Regions from separate parts of the Mus musculus genome. Here region 2 is linked to region 1. Evidence: chromatin contacts called from public HiChIP or PLAC-seq data. All regions are on one chromosome and are shown on one strand. Each heading gives the region's core, a stretch centred on a gene start, on an enhancer-like site or on the middle of the called end of the contact. The rest is flanking DNA. Distances are from core to core; before and after follow the strand shown. Region 1 overlaps Etv6 (ets variant 6). Region 2 overlaps Etv6 (ets variant 6).

Region 1 (2,905 bases), core at 167-2,666:
ATGAGCAAACACCGTAGTGTTGCCCTTCGCAGACAGAAATGTTGAGGCTGCCTGTCACACCAAGGATAAGACAAGGACATTGTCCCAGTGTTGTGGAACCTGAGTCATTCTCACGGGTCTGTCCCGAGGCACTGCCATGAAACCAAGGGGGTGCCGAAGAACCACTCCTCTTGGCACCAATGCCAGCACTGAAGGAAACATGGGCTTTAGAGAAAGCTACGAAGAGCCCACCCTGGGGCAAGGACAGTGCCATACTCTTCTTCAAAAGGCAATCTCGAACTTCACAGAAACTTCACAGGTAATCGGTGCTGACCAACCAGTGAGGGAACAAGCTGGAGGAACAAGGTCGCAAGTTCGCCTGGGAGAGCCTCTCAGCCAGCCATAGATAGACTGCAGAGGATTATGAAAAAGAGCCCCTAGCTCTTTGTCCCAGACACAGTCCACCCATGCCACAGCAGAGAATCATGGGAGTACCAGCCAACTCATCTAGGGCATCCAGGCTACATCTGGTACAGGCAGCCTATGGAATCTTGAACTTTTTCTCAGGCTATGTTCCTCTCTAGAAGGTGGGCTCCAAGAGAGAGAAAGTATGAGTGGACAGAATTGTTTGTTGTGTATCCTGGGCCTGGACTGTGTTATGCTTGTCCTGTGGTCTTCCACAGGGCTTCAACAGGACGATTTCTATCTTCTATCGGCAAGGAGAATTTCCTCAGGACTTCAACAGTACAAAGACTTCATGTTTCACATCACGAAGTCAGTCCAGCATCCACTTAAGAGAAACTGAGTAAATACGAGCTGGTTTCAGAAATCTAATGCAAAACCATGGACATATGGCTGAGTTGCCAGAGTGCCTGCCTAGCACGCATAAAGCCCTGGGTTCAACCCCCAGCCTTCACAAACTGTGTAAGGTGGTTCCCACCTACAGACCTTGGCATGTAGAAACAAGAGAATCGTAAGTTCAAGGTCATCTCTAGTTTATGGTTAGTTTGAGGCCAGCCTGGGTTACGCGAGAGCCTACTTCCCCCGCATTTTCCCTAATGCTTTGGATTCAAGGTGCCTACCTCCCTTCTAGGCACCGTGTTAGAAACAGAAAATGTAAGAATGAGTCCATTAGATTCCTGCCCTGTCTGGGCTTTCAGACCATGGAGAAGAATAAGCCAGTCATCTATAACCGGATCATTGCCAATCACAAAAGGCAAGTTCAATGAGTTGTGGGAATGCCGTGTCTGGCAACCACAGAGAAAGCTTTGAAAAAATAGGCTTCGGATAACAAGAAGGCTGCCAGGAGAGAGAGGATCAGGGGACGATTCCAGGCATGAAAAGTTCAGCATATGGTCTGGGGCGAGTGCAGTACTGCCTGAGTGGGCCGTATTGTTGAAAGGGGAAGTGGAACACAGTATTAGAAAAGTAGAATGTCAAGTGCCTGGCTTGACAAAAGCAATGAGCTGCAAGGAGTCAGTGCAGAGCCAGAAACGGATCCCAGCACTGGTGAGATGGCTGCAGAAAAATCAGAGTATGGGGCCAGCTTTAGCTATGTAGTGAGTTTGAGGTCAAATGGGGGTGGAGTTGGGGTTAGAATAGGGCCACAAGAACTTCTCATTAAAAAAAAATAATAATAATAAGTTAGCCAGACGTCGGTGGCGCACGCCTTAATCCCAGCACTCGGAAGGCAGAGGCAGGCAGATTTCTCAGTTCAAGGCCAGCCTGATCTACAAAGTGAGTTCCAGGACAGCCAGGGCTGTCTGGGAAAAAAAAAAGTTACTCCTGGCTGGACTGAAGGGGGCCTGGGCTAGATAGTGTTATGCCAACTTGACACAAACTAAAGTCATCTGAGAAAAAGACCCTCAAGTAAGAAAGTGCCTCCATAAGATACAGAAAAGCCTGTAGGGCATTTTCTTAATTAGTCATTCAGGGGAGAGGACCCAGCCCAGTACGGCTGGTGCTCTCCACCCCTGCACTGGTGGTCCTGAGTTCTGTGAGAGAGCAGGCTAAGCAAACCGGTCGGCAGCACCCCTCCGTGGCCACTGCCTCAATCAACTCCTGCCTCCAACATTCCTGCCTGGTTTGAGTTCTGGTCCTGATCTCCACCCTTCAGGAACAGTGATGTGCAAGTATATCCAGAATAAAACATTCCCTCCCCAAGTTGACTTGGCCATTTTGTTTCATCACAGCAGTAGTGACCCTAAGACAGGGCCCAAGAGTGGAGACCAGGAGGAAAAGAAAGCAAGATGACTCGGAACCAGAAGCACGCCAGCAACATCGGAGCAGAGGAGACTGACCTGCGGTATAAACCACATGGAACTAGATTGTCCTGATGACCGGAAAGCATAGCACGCCAGCCATCTTAAAGTTACAGATCTAGGAACCTGACAAAGGGACAGTTCGACAAGACGGGGTGGCACAGACCCACAATCTCTGCACTTAACTTAGTAGGTGGAAGAAGGAAGATTAGGAGTCTGAGGACAGCCTAGGGCTACATACGTAGCAAGTTCAAAGCCAGCCTGTACTCATGGAGACCCAGTCTCAAAACAACCACTGCTACCACTCAGCAACAATGGATAGAGAAAGACAAGAGAAGACAAGACAAAGACAAAGACAAAAGAAGGGTCAGCATCCACTTTTGTGGCAGCGCTGACTTTACACTGAAGAGGTGACTGGCCAGACCATCATCCATCTACTATCCTCCTCTCCCCCGTGACTTAATGTCCCCAGTGATTTTTTTTTTCCAGCCCTCTCCTTATAACATGACTGGTTAGGAGATCCTTCTAAACAGAAACCTCTCCCAAGAAAAGCTGCCCCGTCCTCTGGCACTCATCCCGCTCACCAGCACCTCCTGGCAGGGGCTGGCTTACGTGGGAGAGGAAAATAAATAAATAAAAACAGTAATAATAAGGCACTGCCAGGG
Region 2 (2,905 bases), core at 291-2,790, 180 kb before region 1:
TCACAGAGGAGTTCTGACCACACTTTTTGGAAATGCTGTGGGAAGGCAGAGCTTGTACCGGAGTGCCAGGATCCAGAGCTGGATAGGGTTTTAGTGCTCCAAACCATAAGCCACCCATCGCTCTGGCTCCGATGTGAAGGGAATGCGGAACCCAAAATACAGTCCCTATTTTAATGATTCACATTTTAATCTCATACAAAAATAAGTCCCTAATCAACACTTTTTTTCTTCGCATTTAGTGTAATGTCTTCCTAACCCTTCCTAATTTACATGGCCATACTGGGTTTGAGCTTGTAGATCTGATCAATGTTTTATTTTGGCATTATGCAGAATAGAAAATGCAAACATTAAAGAAATGTGTTCTTGATGATTACTATTAAAAAAAATAAGGCTGCAATTAGTGTATCCATTTTGGAAGGGGAGGCCAGGAAATGTAAATTTAGTGACTGCGAAGAGTGTTCAGCGCTATTCCCTCAGTGAGGGGCACAGACTGCAGCAGACACTGCCAGCCTAGGGACCAGGTCACCTTGAGCAAGCTCCTGGGTTTCTCTATAAGACGCAGACGGTACCGCCCACCTCTCCCGCTCATCATAGAAGTTCAACGAGGATACTGAAGATCAGCACCCGGGAAAGAGCTGGTGTCCCCACACCTCCTCAGGCCGGAAAGAAGACCTAAAACAAGGGCTAGGAGGAAGAAGCCACTTTCATGTCTGAGTTCTCATTTCTTCAAAAGAAGTTACTTACTGTTACCGTGTGTGCGTGCGCCTGTGCGAGCATGTGCCTGTCACACACAGTGCGGGTGTGGAGGTCAGCGGGTAGGTAACCTTGTAGAGTAGGTTCTGTCCTTGCACCTTCTCCTGGGTCACCAGGCTTGCATGGTCCACACATTTATTTACCTGCAGGGCCATCTTGCTGGCCCCTGGAGTTTTCATTTCTCTGTAGTTGCTGACGCTCTTGGGTATGACAGATACCTCCTTAAACATGTCCTTTGAGGTAATCCGCACAATGAGACCAGCACAGGCTTGCCAGGAAGAGCTCCCCAGCACTGCTTCAGTGGCACCCGCCCTGTTCCGATACCATTCTGACTACTGAGGTCATTTGAGTGGCCCAGGCCACTCAGGTCTTGGGTGGAGAACTGAGGAGGAAAGTCTGGGTTCTTCATTCCCACTTGAGGAAAGGGAAGGTGGTCCATGGCCACTCTGCCTGGGCCCCTCATCCTCCCACACTGAGCTAACCCCAGCACTGCTGGCATGAGCTCTGCCTTCACGATGCTTTAACCTTGCTTCCAGCAGCTGGCAGGGGAAGGGGCTGTGCAGAGAGACCTTCCCACAGAAGAAAGAAGAGGGATGCATGCGCATCAGCAGGCTCTGCCGGCTGCTTACTTGAACCCTATTCCATAAGCAGCAGTTAGATTACCATGCCAATGCCTTTCGTGGTGATGGCTGGGAGCTGTGGGAGCCTGAGTTCTAGCTCTGCCAGGCACACTTAACTTTGACCCTGAGTGTGGGCACAGCTGGATCAGGCCTGGGTCTGCAGCAACCAGGAGCCTGCACAGAGGAAGTGGCTGGCTAAGCACTACGGAAGAGGCAGTGTGCCATACATGCTCTGTGTTTGGACTGTCAATAACGAAGTACCTGTAAGAGCCTGGAGTCTTAGGCCTTAAAGAGAATTCTAGAAATGTCTGAGATTGGCCTAAACTTCTGCTCTCTAGGAGTCCCCTCTCTCCCCTTCCCCTGCCAAGAAAAAGCCTTGGCTGTGTAAGTCCTATGATGGGCAGCCAGCCCTGGCATAAGAAAACCATTTTTCTTGATGATTCTACTTGGTAGAAAGTTGTGTTGAGTTGGAATATGGCCTTCTTGAAATTCCTATACCCTGGTTGTAGTTTCCAGAGTGTTCAAAAACATGTCTTGCCTACAACTTCCTAAATAGGCAAGGGTGGCCCCGCACCTCCCTCCACAGCCACTACTACCCTTTGCTCCTTTAACACTTACATGCTCTGTGGATGGATTCCTTAAATTCTCCAGTGTGTAGACAATCTCATTTACCTTTTCTTAATTAATATTATCGTGTGTGTGTGTGTGTGTGTGTGTGTGTGTGTGTGTGTGCTTGTGGGTTTGCGCCTACAGAAGAGACACAAAGCAAAGCACACATGTGGTATTCAGAGGACAACTTGTGGAAGCCAGTTCTCTCCTCCCTCCACGTGTGTCTGGGATCAAACTCAGAGTGACAGGCTTGGAAGCAAGAGTCTTTACCCACTGAACCATCATGCCAGCGCAGGATATCATATGTAACACTGGCAACTCTCCCTTGAAGAATCTGTGCACACTTGGGTACATCCTGCTTTCTGTGACTTTTCTTTGAGAATCCCACATCCTTGCTCTTGGGCATTGTTTACTTTCTTCCCTGCACCTCTCTTAACCCTTTTGAATAAGCCTAAGCCTGTATTAAAAACCTTCAACTCTGCATCACAGACGTAAAGTTAACAGTAAGGAAGAGATCTTTGGAACGCAGAGGGTATTTACAGTAAGTTCTCCATTCGCCTACTGAAAACAAAGGTTGACCCATAGAACTGTGTGCCCAACTTTGTGAATCTCAGACTCAGGAAAGGAATAACTGGTCACAGCTGGCACTTCTACAGTGGTAGGCAGTGGAACCCAGGTCTCTGCACTCAGAGTCAACAGCTGGTCCAGCTGCCAATGCGCGTGTTTCTATGCAAGGCCCAGATCCATTCGTGCTGCAGATGATTTACTATGAAGCTGGGGGCTTCCCTTATGCTCCTCCCTGGAAGGAGTGCTGGGAACTGAAAATGTCTGTACCCTCCAGTTTTATGCCCTAACACTTTTATATTATCCTGGGTCCACATATACACAGCGAAACTCAAAACAGCTTGAATCCTGTCTTTTGA

Evidence for each region. HiChIP or PLAC-seq counts read pairs in DNA pulled down with a chosen protein or histone mark.
Region 2: a contact with region 1 is called in an H3K27ac HiChIP or PLAC-seq map of microglia, with 4 times the contacts expected there. The contact joins two enhancer-like sites. A contact is called at or near these places in 3 of 39 promoter capture datasets (3T3-L1-derived adipocytes and hippocampal neurons), 14 of 484 Hi-C or Micro-C datasets (B cells, the G1E-ER4 cell line, Th1 cells and 7 more), 8 of 115 datasets of contacts at active chromatin or transcription factors (CD8 T cells, bone marrow-derived macrophages, embryonic stem cells and 4 more) and 4 of 9 other capture datasets (adipose tissue, embryonic stem cells, liver and 1 more).

Annotation. Positions count from the first base shown.
Region 1 is chr6:134,050,547-134,053,451 of GRCm38.p6, reverse strand. The region is part of intron 1 of Etv6 (ets variant 6); the gene reads right to left. Among named protein-coding and RNA genes, the nearest start is that of Etv6, 16 kb to the right of the region's middle. Within about 2 kb of position 1,416, at least 34 of the 459 cell types and tissues checked have an H3K27ac peak or open chromatin away from gene starts, as enhancers often do. A contact at or near this core is called in microglia, where this site is marked.
Region 2 is chr6:134,228,161-134,231,065 of GRCm38.p6, reverse strand. All of the region lies in intron 3 of Etv6 (ets variant 6), which reads right to left. Among named protein-coding and RNA genes, the nearest start is that of Gm38908, 6.7 kb to the right of the region's middle. Within about 2 kb of position 1,540, at least 5 of the 459 cell types and tissues checked have an H3K27ac peak or open chromatin away from gene starts, as enhancers often do. A contact at or near this core is called in microglia, where this site is marked.